2 separate regions of the Mus musculus genome follow, and region 2 is linked to region 1. Evidence: chromatin contacts called from public Hi-C data. All regions are on one chromosome and are shown on one strand. The core of a region is the stretch at or near the end of the contact, and the rest is flanking DNA. Distances in the headings are between cores, read along the strand shown.

Region 1 (7,322 bases), core at 1,324-3,823:
TATCTTTTTAATTCAGTATGCTGACATAGTCATTAAAATGTGCATCTTTATTTTATCCACAGGTTTTCCCTTAGTTTAAAAATTTCCACATAGCATACATTCTACCTGCTCTCACATAGTGACGTGATATCTGCTCTTGGGACCTTTATTTTTCTGTTTTCTTAAAATTCCATTAGAGTTTTTGCCAAAAGAATGGTGCTATGACAGGAAACAGAGACAAAATGGGTAAAGATGAACAGGTCCTAAAATCTGTCTACAAAGGGTAATGGACACATAAAAAGGTTAAATTTTGTGCAAAAAGAAATAACTCATTGTATGATAAAGGCTGCTTAAGGACTGAGTTGGCTTAGAAAAGCTTCCCAGTCTTCAAAGGAAAGCCACTTTAGAATGGGTAAAGGTGAGAGGAGGGTAAGAAAAGCCACAGAAGTGTCAAAGTGTAAGGTTTGTGGAAATCTAGCAGGAAAGAGCGGCAGGTGAGGCTAAAGCAGAGGACAAGATGAGTTTGCCCCACAAGAGATCTGAAGGCAATGAAAAGCCCTTGAAACACTTCTGGCAAGAAAGGCAGAAAATCCAGCTTATGGGACCTGAAAAGGGTTAGAGGAATACAGACGTAACACATGTTTATTGACCTTGTAGTACTTATAGTCCAGAGATGGACAGGGGGAGATCTATTCAAACAATCATTATCAGATAAGACTTGGTGAGGCTGGAGAGGTGGCTCAACAGTTAAGAGCACTGGCAGCTCTTCCAGAGGACCCAGGTTTGATTCCAAGAACCCAAACGGCAGTTAGAAACCATCTGTAACTTCAGTTTCAGGGGATCTGACACCTCACACAGACATACATGCAGGCAAAACACAAATGCACATAAAATAAAAATAAATAAATATAACAACAACAACCACCAAACCCAAAACAATAAAACAAAACAAAAAAATCTTCCTGAATCCTAAGGAGCTCAGCTACAGGAAGGAGTATAACGAGATTTGGCAAAACTAGTGACCTGCCATCTTCAGATTACACTTGGTCAGCAACTGATCCAACAGAACATTCTGTGATCTGTTGTTTTCCGGTTCCAGCTCATGGAACTACTGTATTTCCTGTTTCCTTTGACAGTTCTTTCTCAGCTCTGACTTCCAGTTCCTGAATTACCTGCTTTCCCTGTTAGTTAGTCCATCTCAGCTTATGGTGTTAAATCCTATCTATGTGTTGATGACTTTGAAACTTGTAGCCTTCCCTCACTTCTCTCTTTGTACCCATATTCAGGATGTTCTACTCTACATCGAAACAATTATCAAATAGCTAAGACACTTCTCCTACAGCTAAGAGCAAATGCAGAGGACTCTTCTATGGGCCCTCAGAGTCATATAAACCATAAAGATGGTCCAATTCCTAGCAAATCTTGGAAGGGCAACTTTCAAAATGAATCCAGAAGCCAATCATTTCTCAACATCCCCATGATTATTTTATAATGCCAGGCCACTGACTCATGGTGTTCAAATTTTCTTTACTCTACACTTGTCCCTCACACTTTATAATTTGCAGCGGGGTTATCTTTTAAAAATATGGGCTAGAACATATTTTCCATCAGCTTCTATCAGGCCTGACGATCTGGCTACCCTCTATGTTTGGTTTGATCTATTTTCCACCTCCCTTTGCACTCTCAACTGCCCTGAGGATGACAGGCGTGGGACTGCCTTTGCGATGGCTGTTCTTTCTGCCTGTAATGTTCTTGCTCAGATATTAATTTGGCTAACACACAACTCCAATAGCTCCATTCAATTGCACCTAAACTGACCACCACATAGGAACTCCAACATCCATTATGAAACGTCTCCAAACCCTTCATCTCGCTAAAATTTTTTGATAGCACCGTCTGCCATCAAGTTACCTAACGGTCTTATGTTAACTTTCCGCATAAAATGTAAAGTCCACGAGGGCATGGATCTTTATTTTTGTTCACTTGATGTAACCTGCGGGCTGAGAACAGTACCGGATACTCGACGCGTGTCAAACAAAAACATTTAGCTCGTTCAAAGTAAACGCCAGTCAGTACGTGTGTATGGAGAAGGGGAGAAAAAGGTCAGAGAGACATAAACTTTAAAATAGGACAGGGGAGCCATGGCACGCTCCATTTGACATCTAAGCATTATTTGGAAAAGAGCTAACAGCGACTTCGACGTCTGCTGAAACGAGCTGGCTCGGCCATCTCCAATCTTTAAAGGTGGCGGCAACTGCAGAACTTCGGAATCCCCTCCTCACTGCAGAGCTGGAGCGCAGGCGCCGTGTGTGCCCGGCATCCGAGCGGGACGCCGGTCGCCTAAGCGCGGCCTGAGGAGAGCGGGAAGGCGGCTGCTCCCGCGCGGCTGCGTCTGTCTGGGGTCGCCTTCCGGCGGGCACAGCGCTCGGTACCGCCCGCCTCGCCGCGGCCTCCCCGCTCCCGGCCCCGCCGCCGCCTACCTGAGGGAAGGCGCTTCCGCCACGGCGGTAGCAGAGCCAGGTAGGGAGCCCGCTGCGACCACCTCCTCGGCCGCGGAAACCGCAGCCCTGTGCCAGTGACCCGGAAGTGCTCACGCGACCCGGAGGTGACGCCACAGGAGCCACTGCCGGCCCCCACCGCCGTTTCCGAGAAGGGGCGTGGTCTCTCCTGCTGGCGCTCGGGAAGCAAAAGGCAATGGGGCGACTGTCTGGCTTGTCAAAGTTTGTGGGACTGCAGTGTAGGGAAACCAGGGTTTGTGAGTCTTTCATCTTTTTCATTTGGAAGGTCTGCTGTATAAACTTCGTGACTGATACAAAAGCAAATACGTGGATATTCTGAGTTTCCAGAATTTCACATCCCTTTTCTTTTTAGCGGGGGTGCTTGGTTTTCTGCTTTCAAAACAGCAGCTATAGGTACTGCAGATGGCCAGTGAGCACATGAATTGTGACTTCGGATGCAAACACTCCAGGTCTGAGAGTGAAACATGTTCTCCTTTGTGCCATGCTGTAGGTTTTCCTTTTTAGCCTTTTAAAATCATATCCTTGCAACCCAAACTCATTAAATAATTTCCAAACTATGAAATACAGATCTGATTAAAGTTCAAATAGTGTTAAGATTGTAAACAGGCTGAACTTGTTATCAATTAAAAGAACCAGAGCAGGGTGTAGTGGCGCACACCTTTAAGTTAATCCCAGCACTCGGGAGGCAGAGGCAGGTGGATTTCTGAGTTCGAGGCCAGCCTGGTCTACAGGGTGAGTTCCCGGACAGCCAGGACTACACAGAGAAACCCTGTCTCGAAAAACCAAAAAAAAAAAAAAAAAAAAAAAAAAAAAAAAAAAAAAATAAATAAAATAAATAAATAAATAAATAAAAGAACCGGAAGCATCCACACTGCAGGATTGTAAAGGCCCGATGTTTGAAAGGCTTCACCGGAAAATTCAGTGTAAAAGTTAACGATTAAAGATGAAAACAAGGCACGAATGTATATTCCAACTAATTTATTCAAATGCATTAATGCTGCAGTAGCATGTGTAACAGATGAAGACACACCACTGTATTTGGAACCAGTCAAAGGAAGAGAAAAGGATATACTTTGCAGATCAATGGCTTCTCAGTGACAAAAACCAGAGGTGTATCCTGCAGAGAGAATCAGTCTCAATTCTCACTGAAATGACAATATTATCTAAGAACAGTGGAAAGGGCACAATAAGCGCATTCCGTCTAAATGACAGAATGTGAGCGTCCAATGAAAATCATTTGGAAGTATGAATCAAAGTGCAACAGTGTTTGATGAACTCCAAATTGTGTTCTATGTGAACAGAACCCCAAGGACTGTGCAAGCCAGCAGCCCTGAACATCAATATTTACTAGCTGGGTTCTCATGAGTAAACAATGAAGTAGCTGTTAGGACATTAACCTTTGGAAGTCTATATACAAAGGTACCATGGAGTAACTGACAGCTACCAAGTTCTCTTGTCAAACTAGATATGCAAATACACAATTTCAAATTCCAAGTTTCAATTGTTGTAGGAAATCTTAAGACAACTATCTGAAATAGCTTCTATCATTTTTTTAAAACTAATTTTCATACCCCCACTCCCAAACCCAGGGCAGGTCTCACTCTGTACACCCACCTAGGTTGTCCTGGAACTTGCTAAGTAATCCAGACTGGCCCCAAACTCCCAATCCTCCTGCCTTAGCCTCCAGTGCGGGAATTACATGTACATATCACCATAGTAAGTCCCAAAACAACTGGTTTTCATCTGGTGCTTGATTTCAAATGCTGTATGTGAATTTCTCAAAGCATTTTACATTTGGTTCCACACCATTACATATTATATATAATAGCAACAAACTGCCGTATTCAAATTATAGTTACTTCTAACAGTTCCACATCCTGTTTTGTTTCAGTTACCATTTAGAACTTAAAAGCTCCTACTGGTCTTCTGCTGACCTGATTCCAAATTCATTTAGGATCTCAGAAAGGGAGCAGAAAGTAAAGGGCTCCTCTGACAGGTCATTTGTACTAGCTTAGAATACTGGGCCCAGTTCTTGATGGTCTTAGCAATGCCCACTACACAATTCCCATTCCCTAGTACAAAGCAAACTCTCATTAGCACAACTGTTTGCCTGTATATAGATTTTTCTTATTCCAGTCCTCTGAGATATGACTGATCAATTTCTGCCTCCAAAGTGCTGGGGGATAAAGGGTGTGTACCACCGCCATCTAGCAAAAATTTTTTACTTAAAATACAGGACAAAGAATGCCAAAGCTACTGTCACCTTTCATGTGAGCTACCAATTCAATCAAGAAACTGGCTTGCTCTACTCCATGTGTCATAGTGCTAATTCCTAGAACGTCTGCATGAGATCATCCAAGTTCCCTGAGCATTCACATACATGGCTGCAGGAACATGACACAAGTTCTCTGGAAGAATACTGTCAAGGAGCTGGTGGCACTAAGGCATGACACTTAGCACAGTAGCTAACACTGTTTACCAGCCGTGAAGGGTTGGTATCAGTCTCCACCTGGCCACTCTCGCTGCTACGGTACAGACCTGCTCCTGTCTGAAGATGCAGAGGACAGGAGAATATCATTACCACGGCCATCAGCAGTTTCCTTGTCAAGCCACACCATACGTGATCTGTTTCCTTGTGGATACAGGAAATGGGACCACTGGCTGCCATACAGAGTATGTCCCTTAAGAGGACACTTTTAGGGCATGTTTGTGATAACCAAGACTTTCTTTGAAAGGGCCCATTTTCTTACTTATCTTCTAACTGCTTAGCACCACACTTCCTGGCACCTCTTGCCTCCTGGCGTGAAAGGCTTCAGTGTGAGGTGAAGACCGCACAGCTTCCCTTGGTGCTTTTTCAGGGACACAAGCAGAACAGAGTCACATTATTTTCTAAGAAAAACTTGATAAAAAGGGGACAATCAGAGCCAAAGTATAACAGAGATGGTAACAAAAACATGGAACTAAACCTGGCAAGCTTATCCATAACTCCTGCAAAAACATCAAAGAATTATTTCTGCATTTTCACCTCAATTAGTAATGAAAATTAAAATACAATGTGGAAACATGTTATATTACACCAATTAAAAATCAACTTAATGTGGCTTTCCTCTACCCTACTATTTATCACCAACTGTACTTACATTTACTGTGGGCCCATCTCTATACCACATCCATTCAAGTGCAGGTTAAAGCAGTTAACCCTTCTTCAGCCAAGGGCTTGCTATGTAGACCAGATGGGCCTCAAACTTAGAATTCTCCTGTTTCAGACTCCCTAGTGCATGGTATAGGTCATGATGCTTGGCTGTTCCTTGTGAATTTTATTCATTTTTTAAAAAAGATTTTGTGTGTGTGTATGGTATGTATGCATGCATGCATGCATGTATGTATGTGCAAATGCCCAGAGGCCAGAGACTGCAGCAGTCCCCTGGAGCTTGAATTATAGGCGGCCATGAGCTGCCTGCCCTCAGTGCTGGGAACTAAACTTGGAAGTGTTCTTACAACTGCTGAGGCAGTTCTCCATGTTTGAACTGAATATAGGCTACTTCTACTTTTTAAAAATTTACAAACCAAACCCAACCCAAAACAAACAAAAAACCCAAACCCCAAACCAACCACTTCTGCAAAAAGTAAAACACAGTAAAAAGCTGAAGCTATTGTCTGTATTTTGAAACTGATGATCTAAGTACTTAATGTGGAAGAAAACCAAAGACAAGCTCAGTCCATTCTGAGACAGAAACAGGTGAGAGGCTCAAAAAGACATTCTACAAGCTACTCATGACTGGGGTAAGTTCAGAAGGGTATCTATGCAGCTATGTAGGCCACACTGACCTTAAACTCACAGAGCTCTGTCAGCCTGTTCCTCCTAAATTTTGGAATTAAAGACAGATACCACCACACCTGGTGCTATATAGTTATTCTTGGTTTCCTTCACCTACACAAGTAAAATGGTTTTGGCTCAGCGTACTACAATAACACTAGTGCTGGATCTAGGCTGAGAGGTTGTGGAGAAATGTTTTACCCAGAAAGTCTTCCAGCTTGATCATAACTGGTTTTAACCTAGCAGGTCAAATATATGCCTGAGAAGGACAAAGAAGTAAAGAAAAATTCTCTTTTGCAATAGAAACTTAACCCTAAACACTGACAGTGGTGAAGGTCATGTGCTACGTGTGGGAGAAAATGACCTAAGCTTAGCTCACACCTGCTTCAATGTTGTTTTGCTAGATCACTTTTGTAAACCGCTCATATGAAGGGCTGGGTGTCATGAAGCTGATATGCACTAAATATGTATACACCAGAGAAGTCCATGACACAAGACTGGACAAATTCATTGTTTTAGAATGATTTTGAAGGTAATTAAGACCCTGCTTGGAGGCACAAATAATATTTATTTCAATGTTCAGTCAAGGTACGTAACCACATGAAATGAAGGCTTACAGACAGCAAATGTTGTCCTGAGTGCACGGCAGCAGCACTTCAATCCTTACAGAATCGACCCAGTACAGCACTGTACACCACCCAACAGCAACGTCTGCGTAGGCCAAACCCCACTGTGCTCCAACAGCCGACGAGGAAACGAGGAAGTCCTCTGGTAAAGTGCCCCACTGGGAGAGCACTGCAATGGCATTCCATCTGCTCTACAGACGCAGCTGATCATGAATACTCATCGGAGCCTCTGCAACCCCTCACAGCTTCACACACATGGCACAACTCATGTCACATTACTGAACACATCTTAAGAGCTTTCTTTCTTTCTTTTTTAAACAGTCCTGACTTTGGGTAAAGTAAAATGTCCCTTATATACAAATATATAAACCCTAACTACTA
Region 2 (7,751 bases), core at 4,509-7,008, 290 kb before region 1:
CAAAGGTCCAGAGTTCAAATCCCAGCAACCACATGGTGGCTCACAACCATCCGTAATGAAATCTGATGCCCTCTTCTGGTGTGTCTGAAGACAGCTACAGTGTACTTACATATAATAAATAAATAAATCTTTAAAAAAAAAAAAAAAAAAGAGTTTCAGGAACTTGTGGGTGTCACCGAATGGAGTCTATGTTAGAAAAATATTCTAAAACCAAATAACTGAGATAGGAAACGTTAGCCAGGAGGGCCGTGTGTGTGTGTGTATGTATGTGTGTGTGTGTGAGAGAGAGAGAGAGTGAGAGAGAGAGAGAGAGAGCGAGCTCTGGGGTCCACAGCCCCCCATGTCCATTGTTAAGGTTACAGACGTGTGTGACCATGGACCTCTTTTTATATAGGTCCCTGGGACCCAAACTCAGGTCCCTGGTTGTCCACAGGTACTTTATCTACTGAACCACCTCCTCAACTCCAGATGGTCCAATTTTTGACAGCTCTTGAGTCATTACTGATATGTACCCATTTAAGCAAATCTGCCAGAAATACTATCTTACACACAGTTGGAACAAACACACAGCAGCCTGTGTTACTGTGATCAGAAGCCTAGATAACTTTTTTGAGAATGGAAAGCCACATCAAAAGAAGGTTCTGCACAGGCCTTTTCAACGATTCTGTTCAGATTCCTTTCCTAAAAGCCCCTGGGTCATGAGACTCACATTAGTGAGATGTGACTGCCTTTCTGTTGGGTACCTGGGAAGTTCTGAGACTGAGGAGAGAAGGAGCCCCTCTCAGACCTTGAAATCACACTAGAATATAAACCCTCAAATATGTTCTATGCATCAAAGTGCTGAAACACAGCCCTGCTGCCATGCTGAGCAGGTGATGGAGGAAATGTGCTAACATGCTGAGCAAAGGGTGCCTGAGATAACAGTTAACAGTGCTGCTTTCCCCCGATCCCAGGTACCCAGGGAGTTAATGCTATCAGACATACAGCATTTTCAAGTCTGCCAAGAAAGCGGCTCTGTGGCAAGGCTCACCTTGATCAACCCAATAAACAGGAAGGGTGAAGTGGAAATTTCTGGTTTCGTTGAGCCTGATGTTTAGTCTGAAGATCAAGTTTAAATCCTTAGTTGGCTCCTTGCTATATATAAAATTCCCTTTGATGTTAATAAAAGATAGTTCACATCATTTTTGAATAGCTTAGAGAGATATTTAATTCCTTATTAACCTTTCTTGTGTTCTTCTAACTTATTAGTTCCTGCTTTTAAAAAAATTTATGTTTTTATTGTATGTGTGTGAGCATTTGCCTGCATTTATGTGCTACATATAGGCCTGGTGTTCTTTTAGGCCAGAAAAAAACTGTTAGATCTCCTGGAACTGGAATTACAGACGGCGAGCCATCACGTGGGTTCTAGGAATCGAACTTGGGTCCTCTGCAAGAGCAGCCCCCGCTCTTTAACATCTGAGCCATCTTTCTAGCTCCCAGCAGTCTCTGAATTTTAAATGCAGCGCCAAAGGCTTGCATAAGTTATGTACCTGAAACAGAGGAACAAAACAGCATCCATTCCTAGGTCATCACAGCGATCTTTTCAAGGCACTGCTGGGCTACAACAGTTATTTACCAACTAAACCAACACAGGCTAGCTCAAAGCAGCAAAGAAAGGGTGCTCTGGAGTGGGGCAGCCCTTGCTCACATCACAGCGTGGCTATACCCCAAATGCAAGATGCTTCATCCGTTTCTTTATCTGAGACTCAGTTTCTTAATCTGTCAAAGAGGGATAAGATTACTAGATGGCCACATTGTTAAGAAGATTAAAAATTATATCATTAGGACTGGGAAGCGAGAGGATCAATCCCAGAACCCACAGAAAAAAAAGTCAGAACAAGACCAAATAAAAAACTGAGCTTGGTGGCGTGTGCCTGCAATCCGAGGGCTGGGGAAGTAGAAACGAGCTCACTGGCGAGCCAGCCTTGCCTACTGGTTGAGAGAGCTTGTTTCAAAAGAGACAAGGTGGACAGCATCTGAGGAAAGACACTTGAGATTGACCTCTGGCCTTCACATGCGCCTGTACATACCTGAGCACACGTATGCTCACACATACAGTTAGTGTGAATGGGATAACGTTAGGTTGGCAGCCCTGCTCGACTAAAGGAATCTTTAGAACCATACAAGCTACAAGATAAACGAAGAGAGCCCCAGATGCGGATCTCTGTTCTTCAAATCCACAGACGACGGCCATTCTCAGCCATCTTTCTTAGTCAGAGGCAGAAGCTGACAAGGCTCACCAGAGAGACAGTGAGCCTCAAACGTTGATGCTGCCGGAATAAACAAGACTTGCGTGGGCCACCAGAAACCCAGGGGAGCCTGGAAAAGGGTCCCAGTGATAATAATAAAAGGCTCTGGAAATACATCAAAGACAGGAAGGCAGCCTGAGCATCCAGGAGATGAGACGTTTGATGGTGTGGAAGCCAAGAGTGAAGCAGACACAGCGACATATTAGAGGCATCTCACCGTGGGGTTTTTGTTTGTTTTTGGTTGGTTGGTTTTTTTGTTTTGTTTTTTTTCCCTAACTTGTTATCACTGCAAATGCTAGTGAAGCCCAAATACAAAATATCTTTTCAAGCAGGTAGGTGAACAACCTCAGGTCCAGATTAGCAGCTAGCGCCTGCTCTTCTCATAAGCAACCTGTCAGCAATCCTTTCAAAATACGTCTTTGTTAAGTCTTCTGTCTTTTTTGTTTTGGAAACAGAGTCTCATTACACAGCCCAGCTTGACCCTGAACTAGTTATGTCTAGGCTAGCCTCAAATTCACATAGATCTGCCTTCCTCTGTCTCTAGAGGGCTGGAATTAAAGGCATGTGTGACCAGGTCTGCCCCAGCTGTATTAATTACTTTTAAAGGCCGGGAGAAGCAGGGTGGGTGAGGTGACTTAGTCTGGTAAATGCATCTGCTGCCAATCCCTGGGACCCATATGGTGGGAAAAGAGAGCTAATTCCTGGAAGTTGTCCTCTGTGCGGCACGTGCATGCATGGACCCCCTCCCCCGCAGACATGTACACAAAACAAATAAATTTAAAACGGGGTTGGTGGGAATATAACTCAGGTGGTAGAAAGCTTTTCCTAGAATGCCCTGGGTTTGATGCCAGGACCATGTGAATCAAGCACAATGATAGCACATGCCTGGAATCTAAGTGCTAGGGAGCTGGAGGCAGAAGCATCAGGAGTTTAAAGTCATCCTCAGCTTCATAGTGGGTTCGAAGCCAGGCTGGGCTCCATGAGACCTCCTGTCAAACAAGCAAACGGACAGAAAAAGCAGGACATACACGGAATGCATACATCATTAGGAAACTTGTTATTGGGTTCACTAAAGACAGACACCCTCGTCTTCAGAAAGCAAATACTTAAGGATATTTTTGAAAAGTGAAACTATAACAAATGTGATGTATGCTCTCGAATGGATATCTGAGTTCTTAAATATGCTAAGGTCACAAGGGCTCATGAGGCCCAGAGGGGCAGGAACTCGTGGTTGGTGTTAATGTGCCACGGAAATGTTCTCCAAGGTCTAATATGTCTCCACAGAGGCTAGGGGGCAAACTTCAGAACCCTATGTGGACACGCTGCCAAGAGCTAGTCTGGTGACGCAGAGGTGACAGGGAATGCTGTTAGAAACTTCCTGGTTCTTCTTCCCTTTTCAAAGCACACTACAAAGAGATGATCAAAAAGATTTACATAGCTGTCTCTGACATCCAAAAATATCCCAGATATGGTTTTAACACACACATCCAGACATGGGTTCTGGAGAATGGGTGATGTCTGAACCAAGTAGACATGGGCTGCTTGGTGACCAGGCTTGAGGGGGCCTCCTAAGCCTTCCGTTGCTCATGGCTGTGTTATGTGGAACCTTCCTGTAGTTGCCTGGAGCCCACACTAACTTGTCAGTTCCTGTGTTCCTTCTCAGGCTTATTAAATGTCATGCCTGCCATCTTAACTCAGTTCAGCCTCTCATCCCAGTACTTGGTTTCTGGATCCCTAAAGATCTCATCTTCTTTCCACTAATAAATGGTGTCATCTCTGTGAATGGTCTTTTGTGATTTCACAACCCTGTGCAGGCACCTTCAGGACATTACTTTACCTGGTAGCTCCCCAGTCTGCCATCTACAGAGGGACCCATCACCCAACCAACCAATTGTATACTACTGTACAGAAGCTATGTGGTTACAATGTAGAAACAGACCGTAGGGAAATTAAAAATGAGATGGATGACAGAGTGCTGGGCTCCACATGAACCCAGGGATAAAAAGAGACTACAGAATGGTCCAGGAGCATCTTCCTGATCTACAGGAAAACAAGATCAGAGCCGGGGGCTTGGTCAACTGTGAGGCTGCTAGCCAATGATGTGTGGCTTACAATAAAGAGTTTCAAAGTCAGGAAAACTCATGACTTCTTGGCTCCATCAATTTACTATCAGGAGAAGAAACTGAGACCTAGAGAGGAGCCTGGCGAGTTACTGAGGTTACAGGAGCTGTCTCAAAGCGAAGGAACCTGCATACTGAAGAATAAACTCAAGAGAGGTTGGGCATGTGGCCTCTGTATTTGGAGAATGAAGTCAAGCCCCCGACCCCCAACATTCTTCCTCTCAGGTCCCTCTTTGACTGCCTGGGGGGATGAGGCCACCAAACTGTCTAATGTGATTTGTGGCAGACACTTTGCAGCACACAGAGGAAGTAGAGGTTAAAGGCATGGACTGAGTCTAGAGGTAGGAGCCTGTAATCAAATAGGAGCCTTGTAGGCATATGGGATGAAGCCTGGATAAAAACTCTAGACCTTCGAGACTTAAGCAGGTATCCCTGACTGACCATAAGTAGCTGTCACACACACCCCTTTGGAGGGGCTCACACCATCCAGGCCTCTAAGAGTACACCTTCCATGACTGCAAGCCTTTGTGTCTGGACCCCCCCCCCCCCCACCTCATCTGATAATGCTGACTCTTCCATACAGCTTTGGATTCTGTCGCTACAATACAGCTGTAACCATAGGCACCAAGAGCAGTTCTCATGAATGTTTGAGCCTGGCAGGGAGAACTGACTATAGCCAGACAGAAGGGAGGGCCATCTTGTCAGGGGACAGGAGTCTTAGCCTAAATTTTGCCTCTTGGTTTTGCCATCTCCTAAATTAAAGTGTACCTCATCTAAATGGCCTCGAAGGTGGATCTTGGAAGGGGCCAGAGGTTCCGCATTGGGCACGTGAATCAAGATGGCGGGGGATCTGAGGGTGGAAGAGGCCTGAGCTGGTGCAACCACGGGCTCTTGAGTAACAAAGCCAACCTCTTCCTTCCCAGGAAACACTCAGAAGAGGAGCAGACTAAGAAAGGAGAAGAAACACCGGGATCTACCAGAAAACTCCTACCGAACTCTCTCATTAAATACAACGAAGGACCCTCCCCAATCCTGCCTCTCCAGTGACCTCAAATTGATGTCACACAGGAGCATTTCCTGTTACTCAAGCAAAATCATCACTCCCTAGGCATCCCCCTGAAAGGGTTTAACTGCATCTACCCTACCATTCGTATTTAACCCTCAGCTTCTAGAAGACAGTTGAAGGCACAAGCGCAGCATGAACACGTGGGATCAGTCAGACAAATCCAGAAGATGCCCCCCAGGAGAACTGGTGTGGTTTCTTAAAAGAACCTACGGCAAGGGGCTCTGGGGGCAGACCACAGGGCGAGCACGTGCATAGCCCGGGTAAGACGGGGTGGCCAGCAGCCAGCAGGAGCACGATGAACCAGAAAGCCAATGTCATAGGGGAAAAAATAAAGCTGGTCATAGGGGAACTGTGGCAAGATAAAAATAAATTCAGAATTCATAACCAATACAGCCACCCTCCCTCAATTTGCATAAACCACTAGGAAAGAACAAGTTTGCAACCACTGAGAGACTGAACACAGAGCTCTGGGCTTTAGAGACACTGGAGAATGGGGGAGAAGTGCTAGTTCCCTGGTTGGGATAATGGTCCCAGAGACACTAACACAAAGATTTTCTTTTACCTCCAGACACATGGAGTAAAATGTCATTGAATCTCACTTCATTGTGAAGCCCCAGGGACCTGCATTTACCTCAAAATGCTTCTCTTATCTTGCTTTACTGTTTTTATTTTGCTACCATGTAAATGTTTTAGAGGGTGGTAAGAGAAAACCAAATTCTGAGATCTTAAGTCAGGTGTGATGGTTTGCAGCTGTAATCTCACCACTTAGGAGCAGAGGCAGGAGTACTGGGGAGGCTTGACCCAGAGTGGGCTACACAGCAAGGCTCCTCCTCAAAGAAACAAAATAAGTCAATGATAAGTGTAACGTTCACAGTCTTAAACCATTAAAATTTAGAGTGTAAAGAACTCTAATGGCAGACAATCTTGACACATGAAGGGCATAGAGAATGTTAAATTAGCTGACTTTTAAAATCCAGTATTTGGGGGCTGGGGAGATGGCTCAGCAGTTAGGTGTACTTGCTGTTCTTGCAGAGAGCCTGGCTTCTATCCCCAGCACCCACTGTTTTCTCACAGCCATTGATAACTCCAGTCCAAGGGGATCCAATCCCCTCTTCTGGCCTCCATGGGGACCAGACACACAGAGGGTATATAGACATACATACAGGCAAAATACTCACACACACAAAATAAAAATGAATGGATCTTTAAACTGTGATATTTTGGCTGTTAATATTGGATATATAGACCAAAAGAACAAAAATAAATTTTAAAATGAATTCAGTATTGCTACCAATTGGCATGATTATTGTTGGTGTTATAATAATATTGCTATTATTTTAGATACATATATGTATGTAGATCTATACATATACAAATATAATGCATACAGTATAAGGCAAATAATTTTATTTACAATATCATTTTAGTAGCAGAGAGACAAATAATAGATATAAAAATCAAGTCAAAGATATTTTAAAATATGTACAATCTGCACATATGGTATACAAATATAGATTTCAAACAAAATACTCATACATGCAAATAATAATAATAATAAATTAAAACAAACAGCCCTCTATAACCTTAAAAGCTAGCTAGAAGTGACAGAATGAACCCATGCCTCATTGATTTTTTTTTAATTTTGATTCAAATTCCTTAGCTTTGTCCACTATGGAGGACAGAAACACTGACAGCTGGTGTCAGGATCAGTGGTGTCTAAAGATCATGTCTCATTCGACTGAACAAAGAGCCCCTTGGAGAAAGGGCCAGTTCCAGGTCTCGGGATGGCATAAATAAAATGAGCTTGGACCATGTGCCACAAGAAAATGATCCAAGAGGACCTGAGATGTGTCAAGGACACAGAGACCTGGACAAGGGGCCCTCACTGGCAGAAGGGAGATTATCTGAGACACCTAAGAGATGACTGCAGTGTAAACAGTAGGCTAGTTTAAATTCACTAGTTAGAGGTGATACTGAAAATAAATACATGCTACCTTCAGAGGTTGCCAGGGCAACAACTCATTACTTTGAAAAAGTGAGAAGAAACGACAATGAGTAGGCATTTTATCCAGTTTTCCCATAAAGATTATATTTTAAGATGAAATAAAAAACATGTCCAACTATCACATGTAAAAGAAATAACAGAATGAGAAAATAACTTTGAGGAATGGTCATAAGGATGAGAATCGGGAATGGATGGATTGATTGATACTCTGAACATCACACTGAGAGAGACTAACGGTAATGACGTTCATTGCATAACATGTTTTTGTAAAA

What was found. A called contact is a pair of places that touch in the nucleus more often than the background predicts.
Region 2: a contact with region 1 is called in a Hi-C map of B cells, with 6 read pairs. The contact joins the enhancer-like site here to the promoter of Gtf2a2 in region 1. A contact is called at or near these places in 4 of 39 promoter capture datasets (embryonic stem cells, liver, pre-B cells and 1 more), 4 of 484 Hi-C or Micro-C datasets (B cells, cerebral cortex, embryonic stem cells and 1 more), 6 of 115 datasets of contacts at active chromatin or transcription factors (the NIH/3T3 cell line, embryonic stem cells, large pre-B cells and 2 more) and 4 of 9 other capture datasets (adipose tissue, embryonic stem cells, liver and 1 more).

Annotation. Positions count from the first base shown.
Region 1 is chr9:70,007,799-70,015,120 of GRCm38.p6, reverse strand. Gtf2a2 (general transcription factor II A, 2) reads right to left here and starts at 2,573. Exons shown (of 5, transcript NM_001039519.2): 1 at 2,460-2,573. It overlaps Bnip2 (BCL2/adenovirus E1B interacting protein 2), which reads right to left. Exons shown (of 11, transcript NM_016787.4): 11 at 3,462-7,322.
Region 2 is chr9:70,303,113-70,310,863 of GRCm38.p6, reverse strand. The region is part of intron 4 of Myo1e (myosin IE); the gene reads right to left. Among named protein-coding and RNA genes, the nearest start is that of Gm40531, 8.3 kb to the right of the region's middle. Within about 2 kb of position 5,758, at least 28 of the 459 cell types and tissues checked have an H3K27ac peak or open chromatin away from gene starts, as enhancers often do. A contact at or near this core is called in B cells, where this site is marked.